2 separate regions of the Zea mays genome follow, and region 2 is linked to region 1. A link is a contact called in public Hi-C data. All regions are on one chromosome and are shown on one strand. Each heading gives the region's core, a stretch centred on a gene start, on an enhancer-like site or on the middle of the called end of the contact. The rest is flanking DNA. Distances are from core to core; before and after follow the strand shown. Region 1 holds the start of LOC101202700. Region 2 holds the start of LOC100272994.

Region 1 (4,070 bases), core at 920-3,419:
TAACTTCCAGGTATATAAATCAACCAGCATCATATTGTTATAACCTCGCGATGAACATAATAACATCATGTCGAGCATAGCTACTTGTACAAACTTCGAATGCTATAGTTTCAGAACAAGAGCTTGCTGGAGGGGCGAAACAAACACTGACAAATTATAGGAGCACACAACATAATGCAGAATTTTATGGCTAGCAGGTAAGGTGCGAAGCAATAATCAAACTCCCCAGTTCGGTAAAAGTACCCAGAATACCTAGCAAGTGCAGAAAGTAGTTAATGGAGCGACAACAATGGAGCACATCTAAAGCTAGGAAGATGCACTTGTAGCTAGCAAGCAGAATTAGAAGAAACTAGTCATAGTTATTCCAGTAATAATTCTCAAAGCAAGGGAAGAAAATAACAGAAAGGGCGCATTAAGTTGACCAGTACTAGGGTTTCCATCTGCAGATCGAAAGTAAGGACCAACCAAAAGCTAGGCAACACAACAAGCTGCGCGTCTCGCCATACACAAATTCATCACCCAAAAACCAAAACCTTCACCGTCTGATCTGTCTGTCTGATCCGATGTGTGGGAGCAAGAGCGGTCGGATCGGATCGGATCACGCGGAGGCCGCGGCCGTCCGGGAGCGGTAGAGCTTGCCGAAGATGTGGAGGGCGGTGACGAAGCCGATGAAGCAGAGGGACATGACGAGCACCATGGTAGGCGAGAGCCGGAGCCCCGGCGCCTCGTCGGTGTAGAAGCGGAGCATGTTGCTCCCGCCGCCCCCCGAGAATCCGCCACCCCCGCCGGACGCGGTGGCGCGGCGGCGGCGCATCCCGGCGGCCGCCGCGGCCGTGCCGCGCGGCCCCACGGTGGCCGGGCGCGCGCCGGCGCCGGCGCCAGCGCCAACGGAGGACTGCGACTGCGAGGAGGAGCGGGCCATGGCTGGCGGGCGGCGTACGTAGGGATCTGCGGCACGAGGCGGAGGATGAGTGGAGAACTCGCTCGTATGCTCGGGATCGGCGGCGCTTATGCTCCTCCCGCTGCTTCGTCGTCGTCGTCGCCTAGACGGGAGGAGATAAGCTCGGTGGTGGGGTCGGGGGATGGGCAGGTTATTACTGCGTGCCGTGCGACTGCTATTCGTTGGGCTGGCTGTATCCAACCCGTACGTACATACTATCGGCCTACGTACTCGTGATAATTGCTAAAGATCGCAAAACGGAGCCCACGAGACCCACCAGCCCATTTCATTTTATCGTTTGGACCTCGAAACCAAAGGGAGAACGTCGAGATGGCATTTGGCATTTTATCGTTTAAACTATTATGCTCCTTGGGTTAAGTGATTTTTTTTAAAAAGATCTAAGAGCGGATTTGCAAATATATAACAGTTCTATAATAAGAGGAGGGGTTGTTCCAAACCGGCCATCTCTTCCACTCAGTAGTTCTCTAGATTTTCATCCGCTTAGAACTAGTTAGTGTGCTTCACTTCTAAAGAGAAGTAAACAACTCTATCGTATTTGTCACACCTGTAAAAATGAACGGTATTGGAAGGAAGCGAGATCTTGTTGACAGTATACAAAGGCCCTCTTTGACACAACTTCTATAAATTTTTTTCATAGGTTTAAGCAAAAGATAGACCAAACAGGACATTTTTGAAGCAGTTATCAGTTTAGCTGTTTATCAGAATGTACTAAAAGCAGACAATAAATAGAAACTGTTTTTTACAACTTCTATAACCAAAATATGTTCCATGAAATTCGTGCTCAAGGCTTTATAAAAGGCTCGATTAGAGTTGGGGGTTTGTTTGGTTCAGCTTTTTTCTGAGAAGCTTTTCTAAGAATCTGATTGTGAGGAGAATCTGACTGTAAAGAGAATCTAAGTATCATGGTGATTACATGTAAAAGAAGATAAAATATTTCATAGGATTTATGATATCGAAAGTGATGGTTTTTACTATCGCAACGACTCAGCTTATTATATGTTCATGTTGATTTTAGACAATTTTGACCAAAATAATTCTTATATAAGCAGACTGAAAAGAAAAAAAGCTAGACATTTACTAGTCTGCAGCAGCTTCTGGTGTCTAGAAGCTGGAAAAAAAAGCTGCGGACCTGGTCTCTCCCTCGCCCACTTATGTGCCATTAAAGCCCAATACATGAGCTACAATGTGGCCCAGCCTCAGAAGGCCCAATAGGTGGTCACTCTACTACCCGAAGCCGCGGGCTGAACCCTAACTGACCCAGAGCGATCGGAGCTGACGACGATGGCCGGGAAGGCGGCGGCCGCGACGGCGGCGAGGTGGGCGGAGGGGTACCCGTGGAAGGAGAAGCTGGCAAAGTACAAGGGTGAGCTCGGGAAGGGGGTGTGGGGATACTGGGAGCTCGGCGCGTGGAAGCCGCTCGGCATCAGCGCTCGCAAGCGCGCCCGCCTCCGCAAGGAGGTGCTCCTCGCCGGCGAGGACTGGAGCTACGATCCTCCCCGCGGGGAGATGCGTACCAAGCGCAAGGGCCACAAGTGCGACCGCATCTCCGCCGAGAAGTAAGCGCGCGCATCTCTTGCGCCCCTCCACTCCATTTGTGTGCTTAGTTTGCTCACTGGGTCAACTGATTGACGCCTCGTTTTCATTTCCGTCTCTCAGGCGAGCAAATACTGTTGAGCTGATGAAGAAGATGCCCCAGATGCTGCTCGACTACAAGGTTTGCGTCTGCGTCATCTTAGTTTGTCTTATGTTACCCGTTGTAGGACGTTTACATTGCAATCCAGTGTGCTTCGTTTCCGTTTCTCAGGTCAGCAAATACATCTTGGGCTGCTGTTAGAGATTCTTGTGTGGAAGTGAAACCATGCCAATTTGAAGCCGTGATGGCTTAGATGTATTGTTGTAGCTGGTATTTTGGATTGCTCAGGATCTAGCAAACTTCATGATAATTAACATGAGTTTTTTTGGTTGAAGACTAGTTATCCTTACATAATAGCCTCCCACATTAAGTTTTTATTGTGCTGACACTATTTAGGCTCTGTTTGAATGCACTAGAGCTAATGGTTAGCTGCTAAAATTACTTGGAGACACCTAAACAGCCCAGCTAATAGTTCAACTATTAGTTCGAGTCATCCAAACACCCCAACTAATAGTTCAGCTAACTATTAGTTGCACCCTCAACTACCCATTAGTTATATCCAGTTTAATCCAGCTAATAGTTAGCCGGCTATTTATTAGCCAGCTAATTTCACTAGCATTTTTTCAGACAGCTAACTATTAGCTCTAGTGCATTCAAATAGGACCTTAGTCTATAGTGCAGTAATCTCTCAGTGATTTTTCTCAAACTTCAACCTTCACAGTACCGAAATCTAAATTTCATTTCGGTTCCTTTTATCATGGTAGATAACAGAAAAGGAGTAAACACTCACAGTCATTCTGTTCTATTCTGACTCTAATTGAGAACCTGTTAAGGTCCTTTTCGGCTTATATCGGGGTAATGAGGCCTATCGGGCCTATTCTTGTATAAGCAACATCATAATCTACATAAGAATATTATTCCTTTGTAATGTTCTAGTTCAGTGGCTTGTATATATTGAGATCATGCTGAGCCTAGTTGGCTTATCTTTTGTATAATGTCGAAACTAATGGTTTGCTTATCTGCTTGATCGATGCTAAACATAGTCATATTTTGAATCTTGATCACTGATCTAGACAAGCCACAGGCCTTGGGCACAGTTGTTTTAGCTTTGTTGCAGCAAGCCAGAAGGCTATCTTGGTATTTCCCCTGGAAAATTCCTTCAACTGCTATATTTTGGCTGGAATGCTAGCTTATGCTGGATTGCAGGTAGAGGTGTATTTGGGCAACAATTAGATTTGGGATTATCATCACGGCATTAGCATTAGCATAATTTAGTTATCATGTATTGTACACCAAATATATTTGGGATCTAGATTGGACCAAATATATTTTGGGACCTAGATTTAAGTCTAATCTTTATTATAAAGAGGCTTGTGTTGGTGGGCTGGTTCAGTGATATCATAATTTAACAACAGATAAGCATTTGCAAGGATCATATGTATAATCTTATTCTGCATCGAGCTACTTGTTTCAATC
Region 2 (4,070 bases), core at 700-3,199, 330 kb before region 1:
ATCATCACGACACCATCGATCGTCGTACGTACACTCTATCTCTATCGATCTGGTTGCAGGAACGAACCGATACGATCGCCGCAGCATAGCTATAGCTGGACGACGGACCTGAACTGAGCTCTGGATCGATCGGTCTGCCGGCCATTACAATAGATGGTTATTACCTGCAGCAGCATTGGTGGAATAGGAAGCGTAACCACCACCATCAGCAGCAGCAGCGAGATGGTGATGGTGGTGGTCGCCATACCCATACACGCCTCTTGGTGCTGGTGCCGGGTAGCTCTCCCTCTTCTTGGTGGCTGCTGCGGCTTGCATCACATGGAGCGGCTGATCTCTGGTAGACGACCATCCGTCTTCTCCGCCGCCGCCACGGCCATTATCACTGGTGGTGGTGTCCACTAGACCTAGCTGGAACATCCCGCTTCCTGGCGCCGGCGCCATTGCCATGGCCAGAGGTGGGCCCAGGAGGCCCTGGTCCATCGCATGCAAGAACGGGAAGCTCTGCATCTGCTGCACCCTCCACTGCTCCAGCAGCCCGCCCCCCGGAGCGGGTGCATGGCCGCTGACCGAGTGCGCGTAGGCGTCGACGGAGCTGGGCTTCCCAGTCATCGACGATATCCCGGAGAAGCCGGAGGAGCCGAGGCTCATGGCGTCGAAGTCGGCGAGGCGGAAAAGCGGCGGCAGCATGGACAGCCCACCGCCGCTGCCGCCGCCAGGCAGCGGGGTGGTCGTCGCCGTGGTCGTCGCGGTGCAGGCGGCGGCTGACGACGCGGGAGCCTGCTGCAGCGCGGCGGTGGTGGCGGCGATCCCGGTCCCGGCACCGGCACCGGCCGGCTGCTGCTTGGGCTTGGCGCGCTTGGCGTGGCGGCGGTAGCCGCCGCCCACGGGCACGTTGCGGAGCGCGCCGCCTCGCGTCCAGTAGCGGCGGCATGCCCGGCAGAAGTGGCGCGGCTGAGAGAGGGAGTAGTTGTTGAAGTAGCAGAACTTGGTGTTGGCGGAGTCGCAGCGCGGGCACTTGAGCCCCGGCTCCGGCAGCGGGATCCTCGCGAGGCGCGCGCGCTCCGCCATGGGCATGGGCTTCGCGGGGCCTCCAATAACCTGCCCGCCGCCACCGTCACCGCCTCCATCGGGAAGCGCTCCCCCCATGATTGACGGCTGGAGAAGCTCATGACTGGCGTCGCCGGCGCCGCCGGCCGCAACCTGGTGCTGCTGGTGGTGCTACAAGATCGAACCAAAAGATGCGGGGAATAAATGAATAAAGCATCGATCGAGGAGCGAGGAAGCAGGAAGATATGATGCACGGAAGCTGCTCAACTAGCTAGCAAAGCAAGCCCTAGATAGGTGCGTACTCGTATAGATTATTATTCTCTTCTTTTGAGATAGCTAGCATGTATGAATGAGTCATCAGTTGCAAACAGATACCAATATATATATATCGCGCACGCAGCAAGCTAGCTAGCTGCTGCGACTTTCTCCGACGACGCGTCCGCCTTTTTGATTATATTCGTGCCACTGCCCACTAGCGAGCTCGTTGATGAAAAGAGAGTGAATAAAATCTTGGACGCGGGGAAAGAAAGAAGAGAGCGGCGGAAGCTGCGTGCAGAATCGATCGCAGGCCGGGGAGGATCAGAAGATTACCTGGTTATCGTTCCAGCTCGAGGAATCGTGGAGGAAGGCAGGGGGGAAGATCATGGTGATGCTGGTTCTAGGGTTTGCCACCCCTCTCTCTCTCTGTCTGTCTGTGAGTGTGTGTCGATCAGGTCGTCTCAGCTCGCGCTGCCGTGTGTGCTTTGCCTTGCGGCCGGCCTGCGGATGGATGGTGGATGGTGCTGGGAGCGTCTGCTGGGACTCTGGGACGGGGAGATAGTGGAGGCCGCGATGGCGATGGCGACCGGAATCAGCTAGCGAAGCCGAGGCGAGGGGGGCGGGCGAGGGAGGGAAAAGAGAAGGGAGGGGGAAGCTGAGACCGACGGAGACTGGCAGGTCGGATGATATCAGCGAGCTGAGAGCCTGAGACTGAGAGAGAGAAAAGGTGGGCCTGCGCCATTCTGTCTCTGTGTAGCCTTATTTTTTTTGTGCTTTCCCCCACACTCTTTTTCCGTGGTGCTCATCACCGACCCCGACCCATCATGCACTCTGGTTAATTAGCGGCTAATTGTCAAGATGTATACGTCTTTGGTACACATGATACACATATTATTAAGAATTTAGCGTCTTTTCATATTTCTCTATATATGTTGCAAAAGAACCTTATCTACCATATCTATATGATTCTGCGTGCACAGGTGCAGCGCGTAGTTTTTTTTACCATGCATGTCTTGCTACTATTCTGTCTGTCTATCCATCTATCTAAACGGAGAGTGAAATAGCCAAGCTACCAATTATTTTAACCAGCTGATGAACATTACACAAAACAAGCCACATGAACATTATTCATTTTTTGCGTAGTTTTAAACTTGCTGATGATTAGTTTGTACGGCCAGGATGCCCCTTGCCTGCCGGGTGCCCCCACGCGAGCAGTAAAAAGCGTAGAGCGCGGTTGGCGTGAGCAAGAAGCTTCATCCACAGTCCCAATTTCATAATTGCCCCAACATCACTGCTAAGCCTATCTCTAGCAGATTCTCTATCATATTCCTCATTTTATCCTCTATTTTTAAATTTGACTCTATAAACAATGTTATCTACAGGTCCGTATCCCCCTATTTTACATGGTCCACCAAAGATAATCTAATAGCCTACTATACATGTGGATGTACTCGGTGTACTTTACACAAGTGGCTACTTCACATGCACATGCCCAAGTGCATAAGGCTGTCTACAATAGATCGTATAAAATAGGAGATTTACACTGTAGATTGCACTATTTGTAGACTAGAGTTTTAAATAGGGGATTGGATAGGATAGCTGTCGGAGACAGCCTAAACACCAGATAACAAGGATGCATATAAGTTTAAAAATTACTCATTGCAACTAGTTTTGCATTTTTATGGATGCAGATGCACCTCCTAAAATGAATATAGCTTCGCCCCTGCCTGCCTGCCTGCAGATATGTAACACCCTATCCACTATCGGACTGACGGTACTTACTCCTGGTAGCTCTCTAGGATTATATATTGTCCCCACAGACCAGCATGTGTCTTTTGTGCGCACTTTGTACTCACTCATGCGCACCCAAGAAAACTTCCCGATCGGTTACTCATCCCAAATTGCTCCAAGCCAAGCACGCTTAACTTGAAGGTTCTTTTGAGTTAGGCTTAATAAGATGCATCTTGTTGGTATGAGTATACTATTAATTCTATTAAGCCTTGGACCAGGATATCACCATTCAACGGGACCATGATATCACAATTCACCCCCCCTTAGAAGACCGACGTCCTCGTCGGTCAACCCCAAGCTAGGAACCTCCCCTCTTGGCCATGTCTGTGTGTCTAGTGTCGTCATATGCCATGCCATGTGACCACTCTGGGCCCACATACGCCATATACCCAAAACCCTAACCCACACACGCCCGTGAAACCACGAGGGCCGGCTCTGGTACCACTTGTAACACCCCGTCCACTTCTGGACCGATGGTACTTACTCTAGACAGCTCTCTAGGATCATATATTGTCCCCACAGACTAGCACAAATCTTTTGTGCGCACTTTGTCCTCACTCATGCGCACCCGAGAAAACTTCTCAATCGGTCACCCATCCCAAATTGCTCCAAGGCCAAGCACACTTAACTTGAAGGTTCTTTCAAGTCAGGCTTCTGAAAAATAAGATGCACCTTGTTGGTATGAGTACACTACTAATTCTATTAAGCCTTGGACCTAGTTATCACCATCCACCGGGGCCATGATATCACAAGATACCTACTTTATTTTTAGTTATGTCCAAAAACATGTCGTACAGAAGATTTTGTGCTAAAAACCTACAAAGCAATGATACTGATACCAAATGCTTATTGTGCCAAAACACACACACACATACACATGTTCATAGTCTTCTCCTAAAGACTCATTTACATTTGATACTTATTGCACCCGTATAAACCACACATGCCAAGAGTAAAAACTACACACAACACCC

What was found. A called contact is a pair of places that touch in the nucleus more often than the background predicts.
Region 2: a Hi-C map of leaf shows a contact between it and region 1, with 7 times the contacts expected there. The contact joins the promoter of LOC100272994 here to the promoter of LOC101202700 in region 1. A contact is called at or near these places in 2 of 25 Hi-C or Micro-C datasets (bundle sheath and leaf).

The regions. Positions count from the first base shown.
Region 1 is chr8:137,053,749-137,057,818 of Zm-B73-REFERENCE-NAM-5.0, reverse strand. LOC101202700 reads left to right here and starts at 2,169. Exons shown (of 3, transcript NM_001294319.2): 1 at 2,169-2,517; 2 at 2,618-2,675. The coding sequence starts at 2,243. It overlaps LOC100280873 (protein transport protein Sec61 beta subunit), which reads right to left and starts at 1,064. Exons shown (of 1, transcript NM_001153793.1): 1 at 199-1,064. The coding sequence starts at 922. The coding sequence ends at 599.
Region 2 is chr8:137,380,530-137,384,599 of Zm-B73-REFERENCE-NAM-5.0, reverse strand. It overlaps LOC100272994, which reads right to left and starts at 1,949. Exons shown (of 2, transcript NM_001147445.1): 1 at 1,639-1,949; 2 at 1-1,218. The coding sequence starts at 1,692. The coding sequence ends at 145.